Linked DNA regions of Callithrix jacchus: region 1 is linked to region 2. Evidence: chromatin contacts called from public Hi-C data. All regions are on one chromosome and are shown on one strand. Each heading gives the region's core, a stretch centred on a gene start, on an enhancer-like site or on the middle of the called end of the contact. The rest is flanking DNA. Distances are from core to core; before and after follow the strand shown. Region 1 overlaps ABCC1 (ATP binding cassette subfamily C member 1 (ABCC1 blood group)). Region 2 holds the start of CEP20 (centrosomal protein 20).

Region 1 (2,700 bases), core at 70-2,569, 120 kb after region 2:
TAAGCATGAATGCCCTAAGAGGCAGAGTTGGGTAGAAGCGGTGTCATCTTTTATTACTTAGTCCCAGAAGTCACCATGCCACTCCCACCATGCCCTGTGGGTTGAGGCAGTCACAAAAGTCAGCCCAGGCCTAAAGGGAAGGGTCACATACCCTACTTCTGAATGGGTGAATGGCCATGTCTCATTGTAAGAAGAGCCTTTGGGGTACAGTTCCTGTTCTGGCTCTCATTGGAACATACAGTCTGCTGTGTGTCCTTGGCAAGCTTTTGGTTAGCTAGGTGTGGAGGTGGTACATGCCTAAAGTCCCAGCTACTTGGAAGGCTGAGGTGGGAGGATCACCTGAGCACAGGAGTTTGAGGCTGCAGTCAGCTGTGATTGCATCACTGCACTCTAGCCTGGGCAACAGAGCAAGATCCTGTTTCAAAAAAAAAAAAGAAAAAAAGGAAGCTTGTGGGTTAGCTTGGGAACTGCCCAAGTAAGCAGTCAAATAACCACATAACCAGCTGGGCACGGTGGCTTGTGCCTGTAATCCTAACACTTTGGGAGGCTGAGGTGGGTGTGTAACTTGAGGCCAGGAGTTTGAGATCAGCCTGGCCAACAAAGTGAAACCTCGTCTCTACCAAAACTACAAAAATGAGCTGGGCATGATGGTGGGTGCCTGTAATCCCAGATGCTCAGGGGGCCGAGGCAGGAGAATCAACTGAACCAGGGAGGTGGAGGTTGTAGTGAGCTGAGATTGTGCCCCTACGCTCCAGCCTGGGCGACAGAATGAGACCCTGTTTCAAAACCAACCAACCGACCAACCAACCAACCATGTTACTGCCTAGCAACATAACCTAGCAATTGAGATGGGGGCAAAGAAAGGTAGGAACCAGGTCCCGTGAGAATCAGCTAGACTCGTTGGTGCTCTTGGGTCGGTGCTCTTTCTTTGTGGACCTCAGCAGCTCCTCCTTGTAAATGGGTTGCATCTCCATTTGATGTTGGCTGCACCTCCTCTCCCCGCCCCAGAACGGAGCCCTGTGATGTGGGGAGGAGGACAGTGAGACACCCTCTTTGCTTGTCTTTGCATCACTCTCAGAGATGAAATCACAGTGGAGCTGGGAAGATGAGGAGAGTCAGGCTTGCTGCCCTCCCGTCCTCAGAGCATCAGAGGCCATCCATCACCTGTTGCCTGTCCTCAGAGTGATCAGCCAAAGCCCAGGGTGGCTGGGGTCAGGCAGGGCCAGGGTGGGAGCTGCGGGGCTGGCTCTTCCAGGCCACCTCGTGCTGAGTCACTGAGTCAGCCAATCCTCCCAGCTGGCCCTGCTCCCACTCTGTGACTCAGATGTCTATTCTGGCCTTGGCTGCTCGGTGGGGCTCCTCCCATCTGTCCTCCTGGCTTGTGGGAGCCTGGGCAGGGCTAGCCCATGCTCCCAAGGGCTCCTGCCTGGCCCCAGTCTCCTGCCCTTTATCTCATTGGTACTGAGTCTTTGGTTTAGGGTTGGGGAAGGAGGGTCCCGCAGATAAGGGATCAAGACCAAAGGAGATCTTTAGTAGGTCCCAACTGAAAGTTGGGGTGGTCCTTGGACCAGTTGCAACAGCTTGATATCTCGAAGAAGCTTGCTAGAAATGCTGGGTCTCAGGCCCCATCCCAGACCTCCCGAGTCAGAATGTCATTTTAGCAAGATCTCTGGGTGGTTCAGGGTTGCAGATCACTGGTTTGGAACATTCAGTGAAAACAACTCAGCTCATTTGCAGTAAGAGGTGTTTTTAGTCCTTGTCTGTATAAATACTTTCAAACGTATAGAAAAGTTGAAAGAATTCTACAGTGAGCAGTCATATACTTGGTACCTAGAACCACAGCTAACATTTTGCTAAGCTTGCTTTGTCACCTGTCTGCCTAAGCAGATAGCTAATCAGCCAGCCAGCAAGCTACTTCTGTTGAGTTTGTTGCTTTTGAGACAGGGTCTCACTCTGTCTTGCAGGCTGGAGTGCAGTGGTGCAGTCATGGTTCACTGCAGCCTCCAACTTTTGGGCTCAAATGGTCCTCCTGCTTCTGCCTCTCAAGTAGCTTGGGCACTATAGGTGCACGCCACTGTGTTTGGCTAATTTTTAAAAAATTTTTTTTTTGAGACGGAGTTTTTGCTCTTGTTGCCCAGGCTGGAGTGCAATGGTGCGATCTTGACTCACTGCAACTTCCACCTCCCGGGTTCAGGCAATTCACCTGCCTCAGCCTCCCGAGTATCTGGGATTACAGGCACGTGCCACCACACCTGACTAATTCTGTATTTTTAGGAGAGACGGCTTTTTGTCTTGTTGGTCAGCCTGGTCTTGAACTCCTGACCTCAGGTGATCCACCCACCTCAGCCTCCCAAAGTGCTGGAATTACACTCATGAGCCACCATGCTAGGCCAATTTTTAAATTTTTTATAGGCATGATGTCTTGCTATGTTGCCCAGTCTGATCTTGAACTCCTGGTCTGAAGCAGTCCTCCTGCCTCAGCCTCTCAAAGTACTGGAATTACAGGCCTGAGCCACTGAACCTAGTTTTTTTTTGGTCTCTGAAATTGATTTCAAAATGCATTAGTATGCTTTCATGCAACCACTTCCAAGCAAATCATTAGCTAGAGCTCAGTATTTGTTTTTACAGTTCTGAGTTTTTCCTTAAAATTTACATACAGTGAAATTACTGATCTGAAGTTAGCATTTGATGAGTTCTGAT
Region 2 (2,700 bases), core at 28-2,527:
TCTCTAAGAATTGCTGGTTTAAACCCTGACTTCCCTGCAAACTGGAACTGTTTTTATTCACTGGACAGCAGTATGGCTCAGTGTTTAAGGCCGGACACACCAGTGCATCACAACTAGGTTCCCATGCTCTGTCTCTTTCCAGCAAAATCACTTTGGGCTATTTCACCTCTCAGCACCTCAGTTTCCCAATCTATGAAATGGGCATAGGGTTGTTACATGGAAACAATTAGGTAACACAAGGGCTGAGTAGTGCCTGACACATGAGGCTCAATTGTAACTATTATTACTATTTCTTGTCTGGACATCTGCTTCAAAGTAAAGTGTACATATGTCATTGGTGAATCGCACTTAAGTAGCTTAGAATATCTTTTCCTGAAAAGACAGGAGAATCGCCAGGCCAGCAAACTTTTTGCCTTTAGTTTCTCCCGATGAAAAAGGGGCCAGATGCTCACGCCTGTAATCCCAGCACTTTGAGGGGTCCAAGGCGGGAGGATCGCTTGGGACCAGGAGTTCAAGACCAGCCTGGGCAACACAGCAAGACCCCGTGTCTGCAAAAAACAGAAAAATTAGCTGGGCAAGGTGAGGAGCGCCTGTATTCCCACTTGCTCCGGAAGCTGAAATGACAGGATAGTTGGAATCATGGAGTTCGAGGCTGCAGTGAGCTGTGATCGCGCCACTGCACTCCAACCTGGGTGGCAGAAAGAGACTCTCTCTTCGGGAAAAAAAAAAAAGAAAGAAAAGAAAAGGCGGGGAAGGGAGGGCTACTTAACAGGTTGTTGTAAGTATCCAACAAAATCCTTACAATTTGCCCCAAGCAAATTGTTTAGGGCAGTGCCTAACCCAATAGGAGTTGTGGGAATTGTAGTCATTAACTCTGAGTGCCAAGCCTGGTCCAAGCCCTCCAGCCCCCGGCAGGTTACAAGAAGATGCGCCAGGGGCCCAACATGCAGCCCTGTAGGCTTCTTAGACGCCTGCAGATTATGCGACTCCTGCTTTGCCTCCAAACTGGCTTAAAACTCGCCAGCGGACAACCACTTCCCTCTGAGAACTCCCCGAGCAGGGACCAAAACAGCAGCCGGCCGCTCCCCAAAGGCCCTCACAACGAAGAATGACCACGGAAAAAGCCAACCCTTGTGTTCCGCGCGCTCCCCTCCCGTCCCATCCTTTCCACAAAATGAAGGCTCGACGCTACCCAGGCGGAGGCCTCCTTGCTGGCACTCACCAGCCTTCAACTCTGCGACAGTCGCCATTTTTCAACGGCCGCCAGGGGCGCGCCTCGGCCCTGCGCACGCGCAGCTCCGCCCCACTCGCTCCGCGGCGAGGTCTGTAGCCAATAGGCCCACAGCTATGGCCCCGCCTAGTTCCGCTTCTCTCAGTTTATGCTCTCCGCGGTTGGGTGGGTGGTAAACGTCAACCAGAGACTCCACCAATCAGCGAGCGCTCTCGGAGTGCCCTGTGAGTGAAAAAGGAGGGAAGTCCGGGAGTGAGGCAGTTGCGAGCCTTTAGCTGTGGGTGCTGCTGGTACCTTAGTACTTTAAGTGTAGCCAGATGAGCTTTGCTTTGTCTCTGCAGCCTCAAGTACTAACTGCTAATAGTTACCACCTATTAAACCTGCGGTTCTCAAACTCGAGCATGAATCCGCATCACCTGGAAAACTTGTTTAACCAGATTGCTTGCTGGGTCCCCCCACCCCCCTAGAATTTCTGATTCTGTAAATCTGGGGTGAGGCCCTAGAATTTGCATCTCTATAAAGTTCCCAGGTGGTACTGGTGCTGCGGGTCTGGGGATCACATCTGGAGAACCACAGTATTAAGCACTTACTATGACGCCTTGGCGCATTATTTCCTTGTGATCAGGTCCTTTTTACAGAGAAGGAAACTGAGTCCTCCATAGCTGAAGAGACTTAGCGAAGATCACGGGTCTGTTCTCTTCCACTTGCACTTACACAGTGCACGTAAGGAGTCCAGGAGCTTTTTGTGGAACTAACTGATGAAGGAAGAAGCTCTAACTTCCCATGGAAATAAAAAAAAAGGAACACGGGAATAATGTGCCCTAAACTGAGTGTGAGGTTGCATGATTCCAGTTGTATAGCCAGGAAGATCCAAACACTTGGCTAAATAAGAAGCATCAATTAGGAGTACACCTAAGAGCGGCCGGGCACGGTGGCTCACACCTGGAATCCCAGCACTTTGGGATGCCGAGGCGGCAGGCTGAGGTAAGGAGGTCGAGACCAGCCTGGCCAGCCTGGTGAAACCACATCTCTACTAAAAATAACAACAATAATAATAATAAATTAGCAGGGTGTGATAGCAGGTGCCTGTAATCCCAGCTACTCGGGAGGCTGAGGCACAAGAACAGCTTGAACCTGAGAGGCAGAGGTTGCAGTGAGCTGAGAACACCCCCCTGCACTCCAGCCTGTGTGACAGAGTGAGACTCTGTCTTACAAAAAAAAAGTACACCTAAGAGCAAGGAAACCTCTTTCCCAGGAACCTCCATCATACTTTTGGTTCCATGCCTATTGCTTTTAAAAATTGATATATTGACCGGGTGCAGTGGCTCATCCCTGTAATCCCAGCACTCTGGGAGGCCAAGGAGGGAGGATTGTTTGAGATCAGCTTGGGCGATGCAAGATCCCATCTCTCCAAAATAAATACAAAAAATTAGCTGGGCATGGAAGTGCATGCCTGTAGGCCCAGTTAC

The links. Hi-C and Micro-C count contacts between places; a contact is called where the count stands out from the background.
Region 1: a Hi-C map of skeletal muscle shows a contact between it and region 2, with 4 times the contacts expected there. The contact joins the enhancer-like site here to the promoter of CEP20 in region 2. A contact is called at or near these places in 2 of 3 Hi-C or Micro-C datasets (induced pluripotent stem cells and skeletal muscle).

What each region holds. Positions count from the first base shown.
Region 1 is chr12:13,933,387-13,936,086 of calJac240_pri, forward strand. The region is part of intron 5 of ABCC1 (ATP binding cassette subfamily C member 1 (ABCC1 blood group)); the gene reads left to right. Among named protein-coding and RNA genes, the nearest start is that of ABCC1, 73 kb to the left of the region's middle. Within about 2 kb of position 1,320, at least 8 of the 16 cell types and tissues checked have an H3K27ac peak or open chromatin away from gene starts, as enhancers often do. A contact at or near this core is called in skeletal muscle, where this site is marked.
Region 2 is chr12:13,816,133-13,818,832 of calJac240_pri, forward strand. It overlaps CEP20 (centrosomal protein 20), which reads right to left and starts at 1,278. Exons shown (of 4, transcript XM_054242599.2): 1 at 1,223-1,278. The coding sequence starts at 1,250.